2 separate regions of the Gossypium arboreum genome follow, and region 2 is linked to region 1. The links are chromatin contacts, called in public Hi-C maps. All regions are on one chromosome and are shown on one strand. The core of a region is the stretch at or near the end of the contact, and the rest is flanking DNA. Distances in the headings are between cores, read along the strand shown. Region 1 has its middle 9.2 kb from the start of LOC128279500. Region 2 holds the start of LOC108469549.

Region 1 (6,394 bases), core at 943-3,442:
CAATTGATAGAAAATGAAAAAAAAATTGAAATAAAAGAAAAACAGAAAGAGAATATATATAGATATATATCCACTGGTGAGCTTGTTTGGAAAAAAAAAATCACTTTCCATCAATGGAGTTGAAAATGAAAATTAAAAGAAATACTTAATCATATAAATATGCACACTTAATTTACATTTCTCTCCTTTCCTTTTTTGTTTTTTACTTTTCAATTTAAAATGATTTGCTTAAATCTCTAGGATGGAAAATATCATCCTTACTATTTTCTTTCTTCTCATTTTTCTTTTCTACCAAAGAGACACAAGTTATATTTTCTTTTCACTTTTCAACCCTCCTCTTTCTAGCCTTCTACTTTTCCACTCTACCAAACACACTTGGGGAGAAACACATCAAAAAAACACAAACATTATCTTGAAAATTTGACACCAAAATGATGATTAGATAAAGAGACAGATATGTTCAGTTGACAAATTTGGCAGCAACTGCATTGCCCTTCAGACATCGATTGACTTCATTGACAAAAGACTCTACTGGTGGATATCAACAGATGGGAAATAAAAGATAACACAATATGTCAATGTATAAACCAAGTAGGAACTATAGACCTGATGATAAGTCTAGAGAGAAGGTTCTTACAAACAATATAAACCTAGCACAAAAAAAGAAAATCAAAGACAGATCAACCAAGAAAAAAGGGATTTGGGGTTATTAATGCTCTTGCCAAAGATGTTCTCACATAGTGGAGACTATACAAAGAGTGCAAACAAGAAAATTGTTGCCATGAGGAATCACACAATCAGCACTTCAACTAGAAAAGACAAAGCTAATCCTCAATGAATTATTTCTACCATAATGCAACTTCGGAAGTCAATAAAATTATAACGGTATTATGAACACAGGACAAAACAGCACCAAAAATAGAAGGATAGCCACACATGCAGTCCAGTGCTGCAATCAATCAAATCTCAGATGCTGATTAAAAAGTGAGCATGCAAATTAAACAAAATTCAGGATGTCTCAATATCTTACAAAGGAACCTCTGAGCCTTTAAATGAATTATAAACAACAAACCAGATGCAGCAAATTAGGATCCAGAAATAAATAAATATAGACAGATGTTTGAAAACGAGGAAGGAGTCGATGCTAGACATCAGTTTAGACCCTACACGGACTAAATATGTTAATAAGAAACACAATAAAGAAACTTAATTATCTCTTTTGGGCTAGAAAGTTGAAACTAATTTATCAAATACTGAATGACTATCTAGATTTACACTGACAACTGAGATTTATCCCCCCAAAAGGCTCCTAAGGATACCGTAAGTTGAAACAAAAAAGAAGATAGAACTTAGAATCTATCTTTACGCTGAAAGAACGTCCAATAATCAAATAAACAAAATATTAGAACTTGTTAAAACAAGGACTAAACTTCTTTATTCTACTCATACAGTGGAATAACACGATTTATAAAGTTATGGGATTTAATTGTATCTCTTGTACGAAGCATTTGAGAAGTACGAAAACTACCCAACACATAAGATTAAGATATCACAAAAAATGCTTGCACAACTAACATTACGGTGTTACTATCCAATCAAAATCAATCATTACAAACATTAGATTGAATGGTTATCTTAAATCAAACCAACTACTAAAATAAATCTGCAGTGAACTCATAGGAGGTTACTCTTAATTAACAAGAAATAGGAATTGACTAATTCCAATGTATATTATCATAGTAATTCCTAGATTTAAACAAAACATTTACAATGAAGTAATGCATTTATTTTACTACAACAACGCCATAATTTTTTAAACTAAGTGAAGTTTGAGCAATTAACAATTTTGTAAATCCCTTTTCTTCTTGACGTTTGAATCGTCGAAAGAAAGATAACCAAAAAAAAAAAACAATTTATATATTTAAAACAAAAAAAAAAATCCCAAATCTAATGATTCAGAAGCAAATCTGTAGTTTCCATAATAATAAAACAAATCAATAGTCATAATAATTTTTTTTTAAAAAAAGCTACCAAAAACAAGCAAGAAGGAAAATAAAATCCCAACCTGAGATCTGAATCATAAGCCTAAAAGTGAACAAAAAGGAAAGATCCACGCAACCTTCACCGCGGTCTCCGATTCAGTTGATGCAAGGCGGGATCCGATTCGCGCTTCCTCCAATCACGCCCAGCCATCTGGCTTAAATCAAAATCAAAATCAATCCAATATTAAGGAACAGCTAATCAGTTCCCGACCTGCACCAAGCGAATTAGAGACCGCCGGTAACTGAATCAATCTCCAGCCCCTTTTCCCTTCACCGAAATGGTTGGTTTTGGGAAAAGGGCTCCTCCTTACCATCTATAACTATTACTATTTCTATAACCCTATCGCTGAGCTTGATCTTCCCTTATTTGCCCGTTATTTATAATCACAACAGACCAGTTCCTTCTCTCCACGTGTCCAACACAGTCACTCCTGTTTTGTGAGCAAACAAGAGAAAAAAGTCCACCGTCTCCACTGCAAACTTGAAAAGCACAAAGCATGTGATTTTTTTAAAGTTCCTTATTTCAAAAGTTTTCGAATTTAAATAACACTACTAAACATGGAATTTACTTACATTTATTATTTAAAGCTTAAGATTTTAAAAGTAAATTGGTAGTTGAATCTGATTAACTGATATTACTAAGCACCGCTGGTGTTGAGGATTAATTAAATTATCCAACTTTTTTCACTTTTTTTTAAATTTTAAGTAACAGAATATTTATTTGTTTGAGGAAATGGACTGAAAAAGAAAAACTTAAATAGTATTTGGTAAAATAGTTAATTTTTAATGAAAAGAACAGTGACGAAGTGGCTGTTAAAAGAGGCGTAGATTGGATTGGAGCGAGATAAAAGTGATGCCACTGATACAGTAAGAGCACGTGCGAGTAGTTTACAGATGCAACGTGGAGTATTTGTGTGGTAAAGATAAAGGAAATTTGAAAAATAAATTGACCTCGGTTTTTTGCGATCCGTGTCTTTGCTCTTCAATTTATTCTTCTTCTTTCCAATAACATAATGACACGTGTTACTTACTTTTTCTAATTAATATATTTGCTTAATTTCATACAGTCTTTTTACTTTATAAAAATATTTGGTTTATAAATTTTAGTTAAATCATTAATTTTGGTTTGTTGATGTTGTTAAAACTAATGAGATAACAATAAACAAGTAATAAAAGTATAACATATATCTACATCAAGAAATAAAAATTACATAGGCTCTTCCTATTAATGCCTGCTCATAATAAAATAAAGATTTCAAAACATTACCAAAAGAAAAATCCTACACAAAATTCTTTGAAATCAATTTATAATAATGCAAAATTTCAATTTTCAATCATTTTTAACAAAATTTCAATTTTTCCAAAAGTTTTTTAAACTATAAAAATCTTTTGTAAATAAAAAATTTATTATAAATTCAAAAATATTGAAAATATTGTTTTGTGTATGCATTTACAAATTTTACTAAAATTATTTTTTGCCTTATATAGAGCGATGGTTAAAAAGTTTTCTAGATATTCGTTTGACACAGGTTCAAACCATGTCACCTTATCCTCATCTCCAATATTGTATTAAATTCTTTTAATTTTTTAAATTGTAAAACAAAATTCTGGATAGACCTGTACTTTTCTGAAAAATCAAACTTTTTCAACTAATATTCTCCATCATATTTTGAAAAGGAATTTTAATGAAAAAAATAATTGGCTGTCAATTTTCCAATAAACTACAAATTTTAGAAAACTTAAATACTTAATTTAATCAAAAGAATATTTGAAAAATGTCGAATTTTAGGAAAAACTGTAAAATTATTTAAATAAATAGTCTTTTTAATATATATGAATTTATATAAAATATTTTTAAAAAATGATATTTAATAATAAAATAAAAGAAATTAAGATTATAGTGTATTCAAATAATAGGATAATGTTAGTACTTGAAGAAAAAACTCATGGATTATATTAACATTGTATCAAATGTAAGATTTAGGTAATAAAAATGAGAATACAAAGTTTTAGAGTACAATGGAATAGCTCCATGAATTTTGAGATTAATATCTCTTAGTTAATGTTGAAGTAATTAAATGAATAAATTATATAATAAAAATAATATAGTAAAATGTGTTTTAGATAATTTTATATTTTATAAATTAAATAGTAAAATTTTACATTTAACCAAATAAATAAAATAAAATAACATTCGAGAATGTGACAAGTAATTTATATTCCAATAATTTTATTACCAAAAAATCTTATACTTTGCCTTTTATGTATCTATATACAAAGAGAAAAATAATGGGAGTTTGCATACGAAGTTGATAATTGTATGTATAACCTAATTTGGTAATAAACTTGAATCTGATCAGTTTGATTTGATTGAATTTAACAAGGAAGGAATTTTTTATTTATTTTGAAAATCAAGTTTTTAAGTTAGATAGATGATTTTTTTAATTAAAATTTTCAGGATTACGTTTAAGTTGGTTTTAATTTCACTCACCCAAAATTTATATCTCATATATAAAATTTAATAAATAATACATTTTATAATAAAATATATTGTATTGTATTTATATTATTTATATATTATCTAAAATTACTATGGTCAATATATTGACTGTTAAGAAAAAATAAATTAATAGTGGAAAGTTTAATTTACAATATATCAAATTTTAATATTTTTACAAATCCTTCAATATATTAGTATTATATTTAAATTATCAAAATAATTAATATATTGTAATTATGTTAATTACTAGTTACTTTACATTGATTAAGTTAAACATGTTTTAATTATGATTAAATTTTTTAATTATTATAAAAGTAAAAATTTTAAATAATTTAATATATTTTAATTATACTCATCCGTTCAAATAAAGAATATTAATTGTATGTTAATTATAGTAATTAAGAAATACAATATTTAACAAATTAATTAAAATTAATTACTCAAAACCACACATGACATTAGAAAGTAGTATAATATAAAAATAATAATATTCCAAATTAAAAAAATATTTATTCAAATTCAAATATTAAAATTTTAAATAAATTTAAATTTGATAAAAGTCAAAATCCAAAATTATAAAAAGGACCCGCCTATGTATAGGTGGGTTGGTCATTCTATTCATCCCTGGCTGGTCTACGTACGTACATTTGTTGAGGAACTGAATATGGGTATTTCCGTATTTGGAAGAAAAAAAAGTAAATTATATCATTAGATATTAAATTATGAATAAAATTTTGTTTTGATCACTTAATTAAAAACTTATAATTTGGTCCTTATAATATTTAAAAATTTTCATTTAAGTCATTAAATTATTTAAAAAAATTTATTTAAGCCACTTAGTTGTTAAGTTTCTTCTTTTAAAAAGTTTCACTAACGAGATCTAAGTAATGATTCAGCGATCGGTATGTGGATTAGTACTCATTGACGAGAAAGGGTGAGCGTTCAATCGAATCAAGTGAAATTCATTTCGAGTTAACAAGTTCTATTTTGTCATCCCAACTCGATTTGAATTTTTTTCGAATCGAGTCAAGTCGAATCAATTGAGAGTAACAAAAATATCCTATCCCAATAAAATATTAAAAATAATAAAAATAATAGTATAAGGGAAGTAGGGTCAAATCCTCAGGGACCGGATTACACAATTATTTGTTCCTCAAAATTTTGGTCAGAATCGTGCCCAAGAAAACCTACGTACCTGGAAAAGAAATAAAAAAATAGAATTAAAAAGTTTTGATCTGGAAAAATAAAATAAAAAAACAAAATTAAAAGTTTTGATTGGAATTTCGAAAATTTAAAATGATAGAAATAAATAAAGTTGAGGAAAAGGTGTTCTTATAGAGAGATTTCAGCCTTCGGTTGTCTCGATCTGCCTTGGGTTCAATCTTTAGCTTTTAGGTGATCCTTTTCAAACAGAATAAGCCAGTTATAGTGGAAGAGGACGCCTCGACCACCAGCTCCAAGAATTTGGACTTACAATTTAGCAGAACCTGACTCTAGCCAACAATCGCTTCTGTGGGATCATCTTATGCTAGATCATCACTTCTCAATGGCGAATCCTACGCCATTTTGTCTCTTGGGCTCGTCAACCTCTGACACAATAAGCTAACGAACCGACTGTGTAACCTTCTCAAAACATACAAAGTGGCCGCCTTTGCACACATTGAAAAGATCACCTTTTAAGAGACATGGACAAACGCGTCTGCCCCATAAAGCAGAGAAACGATGAATATTAGTCGAGAAGGCTACAGATTCTAAGCCTCAAGAACAATTTTTGGGAAATTTTGACAACCTTCGGCTAGATAGATTTAGTGGCTCATGATTTTTGGGGAAAAAACTAAATATAATAAAAAGA
Region 2 (6,610 bases), core at 3,578-6,077, 94 kb before region 1:
AAAATGAGAGAGAATCGGAGTTGCATGAAATTAAAGAGATGGGATGTAATGTCTTGACGAATAATGGAATTCTAGTTTGCAGTACCTTAACCTTTTCTATCTATCTATATTACTCTCTAGTATGACCAAGATATTAACTGGTGGTATCACCAGGCTTTTTCCTTTATTATTAATTGTTTTGGAACATTTATCATCCGAATGCTTGATACATTCATTAATTGGAGCCTGATTGTGTCGTATGATATTGGGCGGCATCCATATGGTAATCTTAATATATGAATTGGGCAAACCCAATCTTGAAGGACAACGTGCCATCTGCATCTGCATCAAATTTGTTAAGTGGAGTGGCTGTAGAGAGAGGGAGTTGGTAATATTATTTCTTTGGTAACAACATTGAAGATGAACAATCAAATTTCTTCTCCTTCCTTTCTTCGAGCTGAGTTGTGGCTCCAAGGCAAGAAGGCTTACACACAGCCTTACACTGCAAATCACAAAGTTCAATAGCCCCTTACTACTCCCAACCCATTCCTGTATTATTTTATTGTGCAGCCAAAAGGTGATCACCCTGATCACGGATGGCATATTAAACAAACTCTTTCACATTCATCCTCAATAATAATAGTATATAATTATCACTTCTCTTCTCTTTCTTTTTCCTTTTTGTAACCAAAGTCAGTTGCCAATGCTCCTCTCTTATAAAAACCAGAAGCTCTACTTCTCCCCAGGCATCAAATCAGGTCCGCATATATCCCCACGACAAAGAGGGCAGACCCTACAAGGCAAAAAAAAAAACAAGAAACCATAACTTCAGCCAACATAATCTCATTACAAATTTATTAGCACTAACACCCGACGTGTTCCTTTTTTAAGAAAAAAAAAAAAAAAGAAGGAAATCCACCACTCAAGATGGCAACAAAAAGTAGGGGACACATCCATCTTTCTATTTCTGAAGAGGTATATCAATTAGATGAGTCTAAAAAGGACTGGCTGGTCTAACTGTTCCACTTCACCCTTCTAAAACCTATGGCATGCAACCCATGATATTCTCCTTCAGGGGAACAGAAACCATTTAGCAAAAGGGCCTTGGTAAGACATGTCTATTTTATATAACACAACGTACATCAAATATTTCAAAATCATGCTGAATTAAAAATAACTGCAATAGAATGTATTCATCTTATACCTGTGAATCTCCTTGAGCCACTTGTCTATACATGTTCTATGAAATTCATGATTACAAGGCAATCTCCGAATGCTATCCCCCTCCTCATACTCCACAAGACATATGTAACATCTGTTATTTAAATGGAGGACAAAATTAGGACCAAGAAAATGCCTGGTTGCAGTCAAATTCCACTTTAAGAAGCAGAAGGAAGGGTTTCAGGACGAATAAAATCATTGACCCCTAGCAAGGTAACTTAGTAGGACTGACAATTGTGGAATTAATGTTCAAAATGATAAATCTGAATAACTTTATCAAGTGAATCTCGATGCTTTTATTCAAGATGCTTTTATCCATGTTATTTATATTTTATACATATTATGCCAAGTAAATTTTCGCACTTAAAATAATCCAAGACCACGTTTACACAGCTACTAAAACCTAGTCTATTAAAGTCAAATTGGTGTCTCATCATATATGCTGGAAAATTGTGTATTGAACTCATCTCAAATGATACTATGTATTCCACCTTCCCAGTCAAGCATTGCTTGAGCGCAAGGGAGGGCATGCATGAACGGCTTAAACACATTGGAAAAAGTGACACTTCACCCCATGGTTAGGTAGCAAGTGTTTTGAAGAAAAAAGAAACAGACTTCCCTTCCCTCATAGTCATTACACGGATCTATTTGTGAATATAACTAGGAAGTGGGCTTAAAAACTTAGACCCTGTTCAAGCAAGCTCATTAAGAGTTCTAGAAACCAAGTAATCTGAACCTATTTGAGAATATAACTTGAAGCATGCTTAATAACTTAGCATCCAAAGAGAGATGTATTTATTGCCTCCATCATAAGGAATTAGCAACCATTCTTTCAGGGCTTACTATATTTAATTTAGCTGGTCGAATATTGATTTTGAGCCATTGCCCTAAATTATCCCAAACAGGGAACATTTCAGTTAGCATATCACTTACATGGTCACATACTCTCATTATCTTAATTTGTAGTAAAGGTACAAGTTAAACTATCCCATTATCTTTTCAAAGATCTACAAGGTTCACCATTGTACTACTTCTCTGTACAAGAGATTATGTTTCATCTGACCTTATGCGTGTTTCAAACTTAGTCAGATCTAAGATGCTAACCAATATACATTCCTTGCTGATCCATTATGGTCATGTTTAATATAGTTATACCTCAGACATAATTTATCTCCAGCATACTCTGCATTTTTCAGTCAAATCTAAATATCGGGCTTGAATGTTACTTTGGCACATTATGCTCACAACTTTTTCCCATCCATGTTCACACCTAGTGCTGGCATGTAGTCAATAATTTTCATACAAATTGATAAAACACATTTTTTAACAGCAATACCTATCTTACTCCTAGAGCACTATTTTAGTAGAAGCAAGATATCTAATATTATAGATGAAAATTTAAAGAGATCAATTAAATACTCTACCTGAACTAGCCTGAGCTAATTGGTATGTAGTGTTTGATTAACTTTTCCTGAATATATAATATCTCCCCGACATGATTTTAGATTCACTCAGATAACAGGAACACTTGAAAACTAATAATTTGTCAAAGGTAATGCCAAAAAAGTTAATCAAATGGAAAATACAGCTTAGTTAACGGTTTAGCATCTAATGGATAGCAGAGGAAAGTAAATACTTACTGCACAGCCTCATCATTCTTAAGTTTAGGTGACTTGTACACTTTCACAGGAAGTGATTCCACAACTTCGTTAGGTGCAGGAAAAGAACCGATTGGAGACACGGACGGTCGCGAAGATAAAACCATAGACTGCTGGTGAATTTCATCCAGGACCTAGTTCAAACATGTAAAATGTTACTCCAAGAGAAAGGACAATCACCCAGAGAAGGAAATAATAACAACAAATAAAAATCACCTCAAATAAAGCCTCAGCTAACATAACGATTCTGGATACACTAGACCTAGCACCAGTGGTGTCATCATTTGAACTAGAATCTCGATTATTTACACGACATGTGCATCGACCACTTCTATGTTGGCCAGATAAAATGCAGGATCTTTCATGCCCTGAAAAGTTCTCAAAACGGCTTCCTAGCCGTTGAAGAGCTCGAACCTGGAGCAACTCATAGGTCAGTAACTAAACAGACAATAACCTCATTTGCTCAGATGGATAACTTTCAAAGAACCTATAGCAGAAAGTAATACATGCAGGCCAAACCTAAAGAAGAAGCAGACATAAATATAGAAATAAAGCATTAGAACAGTCCTAAACCTAAATATTTGTTCTGATTCTAATTGTTAATGAAAAAAGTAGAGTTACTATCAACGTTGTTCAGTAACCACCAGTCATTAAATTAAATTAATAAGCGTGGAGAATAAGGCGATGGGTGCAACAAGATTATAAACCTGAGATCGTATTCTTCTCCGCCTTTCAAGGAAATTGGATCTATGGTGGAGCAAATCATGATACCGGGCTTCTCTGGATCGAGAAGTTTCAATTTCATCGTGGGAAATAACGGAGGAATCATGAGTGGAAGCAGTGGTGGATGGAGAGGTAGCTAATTGCTGCTGAGTAATTTGTATGTCCTGCTGCAAAGGGCAGAATGTGGGAGCTCTACCAAGAACACGATCACGAAGCCTTCCAACACTTAAGGCTCTGCTAAAACGAGCGTTGCTTTCGAGAGTCTCTCCACTTCCATCTGAATCATTGAAGATAATCGGAGAACAAGAATTGCGGGGAGGTTGTTGAGGTTCAAGTGTCTCAGAATCGTCATCAGGGTTCAACATCTCCGCGGAGGACCGCATACTATTAGCTCTGCTGAACCGGAAGCTCAAATTACCAGGAAGGAAGCTAATGCCGGAGAGGCAGCGAGAAGGAGAGCGACGAGCAGCTGTCACAGCTGCACCAGAGGTGCTACCACCGGAAGATATGCATGGGGTTGGCAATGGCAATTGCATTTCATCATTAGATGCCGCTTCGCCTTCAACCTTTCTGTTACTTTCTCTTTTCACCAGATCCGATTCCGACGCAGGTTGTTTCCGGTGATCAAAGTGGGGTTTAGGAGAAGCAGATCTAGATAACGCTCCCAGACAAGAGGACCGGAAAACTCTATTCTTACCCTTGGATCTTCCCCTCCGCCAACCGCTGTTAGACGACGAAGCAGCAGGTGCAGTGTCTCTTCCGCCTACTCCTACTCTACAACAACCCTTGCTCCCACCAGATCCCATCTGAGTGGTTTCACTTAAGTTTCACCCTAAACCCAACAAGAAAAAAAGGGAAAACCAGCGCCGATGACGTAATTGGCATTTGGAAGTTGTGCTTGGAAGGCACTCCAACCTTATTATTTAGGGGGCGGAGTGATTAAAAGTGATGTATTACTAACTCATGTCTTCAGATCTCAACGATGGTTACGTCTTGAAAACAGTGTTTCTTTGAGGTGACAATGCCTTTTTTGATTAATGCCGCCTCCTCTGCCTCTTCTTGGGGCTTATTTTCGTTTTTATTCCCTTTTTCTTTTTATTATTAATTTTAAATCCCATCTCTGCTCTGCTTTGCACAGGCGCATGTGGATTGCGGATCCACAAGCAACAGCCTCAGACCACGGATGACTTTAGTGTACCAACAATACAACTGCTCCACACCAGGTGCGGTTCACTTACTCTTTCTAGGACCAATACTGGTGAAATTTCAATCATTACCATATTAAAAATATAAAACGGGCCCAATCCATCCAATATTGAATTAATTAGGCCTAAACAGACCCAATAAGTTGATATAAACAGTAGACACATTTGGAATCCATATGTAAGTTACCGGTGATACTATCAAGTATATGATTCTTTTATGGATATTATTAATTAATTAAGCTTAATAATGATATACAAAAGCAGTGTTGAAAATCAAACTTCCATCATCTTGTTTATTTTTTTTTATTATCAAGGAGACACTCCTATACTATAACATGCCTCTTTCCCAATACACCAAACTCGACGGCTCCTACTTGTACTTGGTGTTGCATTTATACTTGCATCACTGTACAACTCCACGTCCGTGTCGGATTCGCAGTACTTCCCCTCTACTTTGTTCATAACATCACTGAGTGAGTGAGAGTGCCTTGGATTTCCCACATTTATTCCAGGAAAGCACCATGTTGCCACCCCTGAATTTGGGTTACACAAACTATCTTCCTGTAGAATTTCTCCCATCCTGCACATTATGCTGAAAGCCAAGTTCTTTAGGACTCGTGAATATGCTTCCAGAATGGAATGTCCAACATCCTGTGCACCAATTCAAAGTGTAATTCATCGCAATTATTAATATACTACAATATAATATTGATTCAATAGTGAAAGATACAATGCAGAATAAAATAAGCTTCACTTTAAACACCAACTACTTACCTTGCCATATTGAATTTTTGAAGCATCAAGAAATGTTTGAGGAAGGTTTGGGTATGCACTCTTTATCTGACGTAAAAGTGCTTCAGCACGGTCCACTAGTAGCTCCATCTTATCCATTTCAGATGTAGGATTAATAAAGGACCATGATTTTCGCACTGGCGATTTACCACTAGCTTGTTCTGTAAGTCGCCCTTTCCATGCAAATACAGCAGCTTCCAACCTATTAATGACCTCGAGAGCATTGTTTTCAGACTTTAAATTTAGCGAAATGAACATTTCATCAACCGAGCTGGACTCCAGAGTCAAAACCTTGTACAGGTCGTCACCAAGGCTTGCCTTCCCAGACTGTAAACATAAGGAAAGAGATTTGAGTTGCCATAAATGCAATACAAACATCTTGTAAAACTTTAACCCGGAATTTACTCTCATCATTCAAATTTATCAGATACTATAAGATTTTAAAGTAGATTAACGTCAGCTGGTTCCAACTAAAATATCCAGATTCCATTTCTATATTTCCTTTTTAAACATGTAGAGTAACATTTTAGTACTAAAATACATATCATCATAAAAACTATTAAAGGGTCCAATATTTAAAGTCCAATGCCCTGGAGGCAGTGAGCTTGCTCACCTTGGGAAGAGCATCCCTAATAATGGATGGAAGAGGTATTTCAAGCAAAACATTTTCATTAATCGATGCTGCAGCCTTGAATACTTGATATACCACCTTGCCTTTACATTGCAACTTCTGCCTTTCGGTATCTGAGAGCCCAGTTTTTGGTACTTGTGGCAATGGAAGCCACCACCTCTTGCTCTCCCTAGCACTCTTGTTTCTTCCTTCTGCCCGGCTTCCAACTTCTGCATAATAAAACTGAGCATTCACCATTGACTCCAGAGTTTCCTGACAATTTTACAAAATTTAATATGGTAAATGTGGGCGATGTGTTCATTAGAGTATACAAGTTATTAGGAAGAGTAAAGAGATTGCCTACAATAAGCATAGAGTCCAACTTCTGAAGTGCTGGGAGATTCATGTGAATGTCCGCACGG

Evidence for each region. A called contact is a pair of places that touch in the nucleus more often than the background predicts.
Region 2: a Hi-C map of leaf shows a contact between it and region 1, with 2.3 times the contacts expected there. The contact joins the promoter of LOC108469549 here to the enhancer-like site in region 1. A contact is called at or near these places in 3 of 5 Hi-C or Micro-C datasets (all in leaf).

The regions. Positions count from the first base shown.
Region 1 is chr8:19,163,294-19,169,687 of ASM2569848v2, reverse strand. No RefSeq gene overlaps it. Among protein-coding and RNA genes, the nearest start is that of LOC128279500, 9.2 kb to the left of the region's middle. Within about 2 kb of position 2,192, at least 2 of the 2 cell types and tissues checked have an H3K27ac peak or open chromatin away from gene starts, as enhancers often do. A contact at or near this core is called in leaf, where this site is marked.
Region 2 is chr8:19,260,114-19,266,723 of ASM2569848v2, reverse strand. It overlaps LOC108469549, which reads right to left and starts at 4,827. Exons shown (of 5, transcript XM_017770426.2): 1 at 3,566-4,827; 2 at 3,075-3,272; 3 at 2,841-2,992; 4 at 1,184-1,294; 5 at 365-772. The coding sequence starts at 4,387. The coding sequence ends at 712. LOC108470321 (rop guanine nucleotide exchange factor 14) reads right to left here. Exons shown (of 8, transcript XM_017771627.2): 5 at 6,553-6,610; 6 at 6,192-6,461; 7 at 5,561-5,905; 8 at 4,980-5,437. The coding sequence ends at 5,096. LOC108469551 reads left to right here. Exons shown (of 7, transcript XR_008287144.1): 7 at 1-301.